3 separate regions of the Mus musculus genome follow, and regions 1 and 2 are each linked to region 3. The links are chromatin contacts, called in public Hi-C and promoter capture Hi-C maps. All regions are on one chromosome and are shown on one strand. Each heading gives the region's core, a stretch centred on a gene start, on an enhancer-like site or on the middle of the called end of the contact. The rest is flanking DNA. Distances are from core to core; before and after follow the strand shown. Region 1 overlaps Ptpro (protein tyrosine phosphatase, receptor type, O). Region 2 holds the start of Ptpro (protein tyrosine phosphatase, receptor type, O). Region 3 holds the start of Mgst1 (microsomal glutathione S-transferase 1).

Evidence for each region. A called contact is a pair of places that touch in the nucleus more often than the background predicts. Capture Hi-C pulls out chosen DNA fragments and counts their contacts.
Region 1: a Hi-C map of uterus shows a contact between it and region 3, with 3 times the contacts expected there. The contact joins the enhancer-like site here to the promoter of Mgst1 in region 3. A contact is called at or near these places in 3 of 39 promoter capture datasets (the 3T3-L1 cell line, liver and pre-B cells) and 3 of 484 Hi-C or Micro-C datasets (liver and uterus).
Region 2: a promoter capture Hi-C map of adipose tissue shows a contact between it and region 3, with 2.9 times the contacts expected there. The contact joins the promoter of Ptpro here to the promoter of Mgst1 in region 3. A contact is called at or near these places in 2 of 39 promoter capture datasets (the 3T3-L1 cell line and embryonic stem cells) and 1 of 9 other capture datasets (adipose tissue).

The regions. Positions count from the first base shown.
Region 1 is chr6:137,454,197-137,457,086 of GRCm38.p6, reverse strand. It overlaps Ptpro (protein tyrosine phosphatase, receptor type, O), which reads right to left. Exons shown (of 27, transcript NM_011216.3): 25 at 2,367-2,502. Among named protein-coding and RNA genes, the nearest start is that of Gm52924, 180 kb to the right of the region's middle. Within about 2 kb of position 1,541, at least 63 of the 459 cell types and tissues checked have an H3K27ac peak or open chromatin away from gene starts, as enhancers often do. A contact at or near this core is called in uterus, where this site is marked.
Region 2 is chr6:137,250,961-137,253,660 of GRCm38.p6, reverse strand. It overlaps Ptpro (protein tyrosine phosphatase, receptor type, O), which reads right to left and starts at 1,362. Exons shown (of 27, transcript NM_011216.3): 1 at 901-1,362. The coding sequence starts at 975.
Region 3 is chr6:138,139,079-138,141,778 of GRCm38.p6, reverse strand. It overlaps Mgst1 (microsomal glutathione S-transferase 1), which reads right to left and starts at 1,252. Exons shown (of 4, transcript NM_019946.5): 1 at 1,173-1,252.

The DNA.
Region 1 (2,890 bases), core at 292-2,791, 680 kb after region 3:
ATCGATTAAGGGGACAAGTTGCATAATTCATCAAACAAGATGCTTAGAACAAGACGTGCTTTGAAGTGTGGGGATTTACACACACCACAAAACAGGTTCTCAGCCTTCCTCACGCTGGGACCCTTTAATACAATCCCTCATGTTGTGATGACTCCCAACCGTAAAATTATCTTTGTTGCTACTTCATAACTATAAGTTTGCTACTGTTATGAATTGTAATGCAAACATTGTGTTTTCTGATGGTCTTCGGCGAACCCTGCGAAAGGGTAGTTCAACAGCCAAAGGCGTAATGGACCCACAGGTTATGAACTGTTATCATGTAAGAATATGTTTTTTAAAGCGTCTATTACATATAAATGTAACGGAGATAGTTTTATTGCATATCAGAATATGTGTTTATGGAAGTAAACAACCAAAACTTCAGGCTGAAATCCAGCCCTCATTCCCTCCCATGACATCTCTCCCTTATCCCCACCAGCACCTCCCCCTTCCGACGTCACATGCTCTGTTTTGTTTTTGTTTGTTTTTGTTTGTTTTCCAGACCCACTGAGGATACTTAATGTTGTCTGTATGTGCATAGATGTGGAATATCTACAGGATTGTGGGTAGTTCCCTAAGCCTTGCATCCCTTTTCTAACTACCTGCTTCTCCCAAAAGGTCAACAGTTGTCCATAGCACCCTAATGCCCACCTCCCTGTATCCGTGCTGGGATTTTGTCCAGCTTGATCTCACTCAGGGTTTGAGCATGCTGTCACTACTGCTATAAGTTCTTATCTCAAGTGCTCTGCTGCGGGAAGAAAACAGTGCTGGCTTAGTGTGATCTGCTGCGCCTGCCTCTTGTGATCTTTCTGTCCCCTCTTTCGGGATGCTCCCCGAGCCTCTAGGGGAAAGGGTGTGGCTATATAACTCCCGTTTATGGCAGGTCACTCTGTAGTCTCTTATTTTCTGTAGTCTTACCAGTTGTGTGTCTCCATGCGAGTTGCCATCTATTGCAAAAAGAAGCTTCTCCTAATGGGAAAACATCCTGCCTGGGTATGCGTCCTAACTGTCATTCAGACGTTTGCTAATGAGTCACTACCTCCAAACTACCGTGCCCTGGGAGCAGCTTGGCAATGAATATGTTTGAATGGTTCTGCCAAGCCTTGCTAAGATGCAGCTGTGGTGATGGGAGTGAGCTGGGGGTAGGAAACCAAAGAGTAAGAAGTCGGTGTTGGAGAGACTCTGCCATTACCCTCCAGGCTATTTGAGTTATACTGACATCTAGTGGTTCTTGAACGAAGCTGCAGGAGGAAGAACAACACGTTAAAGCAGAGAGAAGTCAGGCCTGGCGTTGTTCTAGTCCAGAAGATTCCGCCCCCCACATTCTTCTCCAGGAAAAGCTCTATTGTGCCCTTGAGGCCAGGGAGTACCTAATAGCCCAGTGGTCTGGATTATAGAAAAGCCAGTGTACTCGGGTTTTGGCAGTCACACCGGTGTACTCTGGCTGTTGCTGCGGGGCAGCACAAGGCTGCCTGGAGCTGTCCTTCCAGGCTGAGCACATTCTAAAGCCTCACGGGAAAGAAGGACTTGGGAGACGAGGAGGCAAAGGGGACACTGGTTAATAAGACTGGGGGAATTCTGGGATACACCGCCTGTTCATTTAAGGCATTGGTTCTCAACCTTCCCAATGCTGTGACCCTGTAATACATTCCTCATGTTGTGGTGACCCCCAATCATAATAATTAGTTCATTGCTACTTCATAACTGTAATTTTGCTGCTGTTATGACATGTAATAGAAATATCTGATGTGCCTGACATCTAATCTATAACCCCCAGATGGGCTGCAACCTAGAGATTGAGAACCAGTGATTTAAGTAATAGGGCAGGGGAGGTGGATTGGGGGCTGGCAATCCTGAAAGCCTAGAGAGAGATCACAAATCCAACAACCAAGGGTTATTATCAGAAGTGAGTGAAGACAGAGTCACATGGAGGAACAAGCCCAGTGACAAACTTACTGACCAGTCTGTCATCTCAAGTAGAAATCAAACCACATCTGTCCTACAGTCTTCCTTACCCAGGCTGACTGCTACCTTCAGCGAGCGCCATACTGCTCAAAAGGGGTTGATTCTATTTCAGACACGCCCACGTGCTCCATATTCCTAGAAGGCAGATGAAGCCAGGCAAGTAGTGTGACTATTTACACCACGGCCTTTTGAGAGCTTGCTACCTATTCATTTGGAATGGGGTAGTTTCAAATATGCACAGCAAGAAACTGGGAAAGACAGGTGTAAAGACACTGAGACAGCCCGATTAAAACCAAACGTTGGGTAATAGGATGCTTTCCATCAAGAGCAAACTTAAGCGCACACGTCGATGCTGTTCCTACCTCTGTCTGTACCATTGACATTCGGTATGAGCGCATCTCTGATACCAGCCCTAAGATGTCCACAAATTCATGATCTCGAATGTGTTGCAGGAGCCTGTCCAGGGCAATGAAGGTTCCTGTCCGTCCCACACCCGCACTGCAAAAGAAGGTTCAGATAACACGTAAGTCTCACAGGGCTTCTGCACTGCTGGAAACCAACTGGAGATCTCTAAAGCAGACAGACAGCAATGAAAGGGGGAACCTGTTCTCCCACAGTGCCTTGCACTTAGCTGGGTCCTGAGGATGCTGAGGTGGCTGGTGCTGCTTAGAGGCCACATTTTTTACCATCACATCATTCGCTATAGAGGTAAGGCTTTGCACCATTTCTGCCCTGAGCTCTCTGTTTTTGGAGGAAAGTGAAGACGGTACACTGAGCAGCCCAAGGAGGAGATGGTTCACGCTCCCCTTTAGGCAAGGATGCATATTAACAGCCTTCTGTCTCAGGGGTAGACAGACAGACAGACAGACAGACAGACAGACAGACA
Region 2 (2,700 bases), core at 113-2,612, 890 kb after region 3:
TTAACGGGCTGACCTCCTCTAGCTAGGTATCCTCATGGTGCTGAAAGGATAGCTCCCGATCACCTGTGGCCATCCTTCAGTTGCTGGGGCAAGAAGGGAGAAAGGACTAGGAAGGAAAGCAGACCTTCGGAACCCGGAGTGAGGGGGTACCAATTCCCAACTTCCCTTCATATGCCAAGAAAACAGCTTAAAAAATAAAAACACTACATGCTTGAAGTGTCAAGATTTTGTTTTTCTTTTTTAAACAGTATTTTCCTTTTCACTTTTTTTTCTCAAAGTACAATTTTGAGCCACACGTTCCAAAGAGGATAGGAAAAGGTGAGTTTTATAAATCATATATTCCACCATTAAAAATCAGTGGCAGCATCCTGTTACGAGAGGATGGAACTGTGTAGAGTTTTACCAGGCATCCCTAGGTGGATGGAGGGTAAGACAGGGAGTGACCTCCTTGGGAGTTGAACCGATTCCTTATTCAATGGAGCCCTCTCCCTCGCCCCGCCTGGCCGGTGCGTCTAGTCCAGAGCTCAGCGCCCTGCGTGTGATTCCCTCCCGCAGAAGGCAAACTGACTGAGACAAAGCAGCTGTACCGAGGCTTCACTGGGGGAGGGCGCGAAGGTGAAGTGGCATAGGGGTGCAGTGGGAACCACTAAAAAAAGTGCCCTCATTTTGCCTGAGAAAGCTCTATCCCGCAAGCTCATCGCTGAGGTAGCAGAGTACAAAGGGAGACAACTGGAAGGCTCAAACTTCCAGATCTTTCCACCCGCAGCTACGCAGCCCACCCGGCACCGCTCTGAGGACAAAGCGTGTGCGACTGGCGCTCTCCGCCTGGTCACCGCACCCTGAGCGAATAGCTCCCCACGGCGGGATGGATCCCCATCTCCGAGGACTGGGGGACCCTACCTTGAGCAGCACAAAGAGCCCGAGCAGAGGTAGCAGGCGGCGGCCCCCGAGCGTTCCCCTAGGCAGGTGCCCCATCGCGGCGCGACCAGGGACCGGGGAGGGAACGGCAGCGCCAGCAGTTCTCCGTGGCGCTTACAATGACCAGTCCCGGCTGGCAGCCTCAGACTTCGGGCGCCCGGGCGGCTCCGGGCGGCCGCATGTCGCCTGGCAGGTCGTCCTGTGCCCCCGGATGGATCGCTCTCCTCTTCTGTGCCCGAGTCCTGCTAGAACGTGCTTGGAGCCGGCGTTGTTTAATGGCTAAGGATGGAGAGGGTGGGGATGGCAGTGGGCGAGGCTCTGCGCCACAGCTACAGCGGTTGCCACGGGAGGCAGGGGTCGGCGTGCGGAAGGAGCTGCCCGAGCTCCGCAGGCAGACAACCCTCCGCGGCCCCCTAGCAACAGTGGTGTTCTCTCTCAGAGCAAGGAACTCCTCAAGTGCAGATCTTGGGTCCTCCCACCAGGGCCTGCCTGCTTCCCATTGCTAGGCAGCCCCCCAGACCAGGCTCCGCCTCAGCCTTTCCAGAGTCTCCTAGGAAGAGTTGTTTGAGGGTTTCCCCTCTCTCTTATCTCAGGCCCTTCTCAACCCCCCCCCCCCGTTCCTTTGCCCTTGTATTTACAAGTGACACTACAAGTGACACTTAATGTTTTCGAAAAGAGGAGTGAATCTCAACTTCTATACCCCCCGACCTCAGTTCAATTCCCCCATAGCATCCTATAATCAGCTAGGGAAACTGAATAATTCTGTGCGTTTCCCCCTCTTATCCTGCTGCCCACACCTAGCTCACAGTATTTTACACGTATTTAGAATAAGTGTGTAATATATTCTCTCTGTGTGTGAACACACTAAGTACTCTGAATTATCCATGAATAACTAACTAATCTAAGAATTTAGAATCACAAGCAACGATTTCCATGAAGTGTGTCTCATGTCTACTTATCTGTCTCTAGAGGTTTTGTGTAGTTTTTGAAAGACAACTCTATATTAAAAATAAAAAGTGGGATTCATTATATTAAGTCATTTCTTTTTATCATGTAAATGTCCTGGGTGGGCCCTGAGGTGCTGGAATTTTGTTTTTATCCTTCAAAGTGTGGTATCAGGTGACAGAAAAGGGCACCCTGGCGGTGCACTTAGGAGTGTGTCACCAGCACTCTGGGACACAGCTGAGGAATGGTGGCCTGCTATAGGATCAGAGTCGTGTGTGCTCATCTTTTTCTACATGAGGACTATAAACTAAAGGTTTGGATTAGGAATTTTTGCATGAATAGATCGAGGCACTAACAGTTCTTCAGAAAACAGAACGAGGCTCTGGGCTTGTGTGTGAGTGTTTCCCTTGCTGGCACCAAAGCTACCTCAGTACACAGCCTTGATGGACTTCTGTTCAGCGCCCTCGTGCCTGTCCTTTGTTGGCCTGACTCTCATGCCCTCCCTCCCTCTCCCCCCCCCAAGGTTTTCCCTGCTTCCCACTTCTGGGCCAAACTCGAGTGCTTTCTAAGAAATGGCTCCTCAGACCTGCACTTTCAGAGCCTTTGGTCTGATATGTTTTTCTTTTATTTTGAAGCTTTTGAAAGTGGTTTTCCATTTCCAGCTACATCAAAGAGGCTCCACAGTGATCTAATTTCCAGACAGAGATGCTCAAGTTGGGGCCTAAGTGGTACTCACAAGATGCCAGAAGTTATTCTTTTAAATAGAGTTTTATTTTAGTATCAGTATGTGAATTAAATACATATGTAAGGTTAATTGTGCATATACATGTGTGTGTG
Region 3 (2,700 bases), core at 3-2,502:
GAAAGAAGCTTGAGTAGGGTATAAATAAGGCCAGGTGGTACAATGGAGACTGGAGACCCCACCTGCCTGTCTCTGGAGCCCTGTCATCGCCGACCTGTATAGTTCCTGGACTCACAATTCCATTCTAGGAATTGTGGGGTGCTGTTTTCTCATTTCCTGGAAGCTTCTCCTGTAACTCCTGTTGTCATATTTTGCCCCAGTGCTATCTGCAGTTGAGAAATACTCCTCTTTCTCCTCATGGGCCCTCAGCCAAGAAAAAGCAAAGTTCTTTTCTTCTCAAAACTGTTTGCCCTATCTGCATCAGTATTGTGAAACTTGGAAAATCTGGGCACACAGCCACAAGGCCATGACTCTTCAATTTTCAATGGATCGAAAGCAGCAAACACATTTGTTGTGAGGACAGAAAAGAGGGCTGCAACAGAGGAAGAACAGAAATACACACATGATCAGAGTCCCAGGCACCTTCCCTACAGCCTCAGTGGGGCCAGACTACAGTGGCCACAGGGGAGGGCGGCTCTGGGGAGTAGCTGCCCAAGGGCTGCGCCCTCAGGTCTTTGGTCATCAGGCTACAGTCACAACAGAGCACGCTCTGCTGCTCTGCTAAGTCTGTAAGTCATATGATATCAAAAGTACCAGTGTAAAGACTTGTAGAGATTTCTCTTGCCTACCACAGGAGAATCTAGAAAAGCAAACAACTTTTCAACAAGTTGAAAGGCCTGCATGTCCAAGTCACCCGGGACACTGTAGGGTTTTACTCCCTGGGAAAGGACAGAAGTTGCTGAAACCGCAGTGACTTCTCATCTTGTTACAACTTGCATGTATTTTTTTTCCCCTCCCCTCAAGATCAAGAGACCCTTTCAAAGGGAATGCTACTTGGGCTTGAAAATAAGAAATAAGAAAACCATCTCTTAAACATGAAAAGACTCGTGCTCCCAAGTTTCTTCTTGGAGTTTGAGAAAGGAAAACTTAATGCAGGAACAGAAAAGCACAATTCTCATTTAGAGCGGGCCACAAAAATGGGGGCGGGGGGTGGTCATTTAAACAACTAAAGGGAACAAAGGCTTTTCAAACAGGCACAGCCACTCTCTAGCCTTACACCTGCCACCCACCGGCCCCTTGCACCCACCCACTCCTAGCCTGGGAGCAGCACCGTGGCCGTGCGCAGCACCCACCTGAATCCAGGGAGAAGGGCTGCAAGTTGTCCTGCCGAGCCTGTGCACTTCTGGGACTTTTCACCAACAGGACCCGCGCTGGCACCGCCCTTTTTCAGGCTATTTTTCTATTAATCACCCCGCCTCCTGACCGTGCCAAGCCCCGCCTTCGGAGCTTGCCAAATCCCACCCCTGAATCGCCCCGAAACTGCTGTGGCTGGTGAGGGTCTTTCTCTGCTAAGGATCTTGGCAGTTCTGTTCCGGCTCCGGAAGAAGGGAAGCAAGGAAGGGGTTGCTAACTTTTATGTCGCTGGAAACAAAAAGACCTTAGTGTTGAATTTGGAAAACCTAAAAAGAAAATGTTTTAAGGAAATGTAAATCTCGGGGGAGGGGCTCTATTGCTGTGAATACCTTCAGGGTGCAAAGTGAAACCTGCGAAATTATGAGTCTGTTAGGCAACTAACTTGTTTCACAGTGACTTAGGAAAGTGTTGCAAGGGGGCAGGGTCGTTAGGGCAACATCAAAGCTATTGCACATCACAGAGCCCCACAGTAATGGCCAAGCTCCAGCTCTGAGAGCTCTAAGGTTGATAAGTTCCCATCTGCAACATTTCACTCGGGAACTTTACCAGTTTACACCTGTGCCCCACATTGCTCTGAGAATCAATCAGTCTTTCTCTTTTCTTTTCTTTTCTTTCCTTTTCTTTTCTTTTCTTTTCTTTTCTTTTCTTTTCCTTTCTTTTCTTTTCTTCCCTCCCTCCCTCCCTCCCTCCCTTCTGTCCTCCTCCCTCCTGTCCTCCTTCCCTCTCTCTCTCTCTTTCTTTCTTCCTTTCTTTCTATTCCTTCCTTTCTTTTACACGATTATTCTCTTTTTTATTTCTTCATTTTCCTCCTCTTCGTCTTCTTCCTCCTCCTTCTTCAGTATGAACCACTTAATTTTCTGAGTTTTAGCTGGGTGCCTCTTTGGTTTGGTTTTATTTGTCGTTTTAGAGAGGATTTTGTTACTTAGCCCTGTCTGGAACGCGTGGTACACACTAGTCTGTACACAAACTTATGACCATTCCTGCCTCAGCCCCCAAGGGCTAAGATTTTTCTCACCAGGACCCACTCTGATTCTGACTTTCAAGATTCAGTAGACAGTTCTATTTTATATCCCTTCCAAAAACTAAAAGGAATTAAGAAGCAATGTGCTGACCCAAGCTGAAGTCAGTCAGTCCTGAAGATGGTTTCTTTAAAGGCATGATTGGTAGAACATCTGAAAAGAGTGTTTGGTCGACCTTTTCATTTCAGTTGAAAACATTGTTCAGTTCCTCTCTGGGGCCACACCAGAACACTGAGTGCAGTGGAGCAGAGCTTTCTGAATTTCCTTGAGAGCGGTTAGTACTGCAAGGACTTAAAGAGCTCTTCATTTACACCAAGGAAGACAGCACAAATCCTGAAGGCAAGATTACACAGAAAGGTGCACAAAAATTCTTAACTCTTATCTTCGGAAAGCCAGTGGGAAAACAAGGGCACACTTTTACAAAGAGCATCTCAGTCATCTAATGATC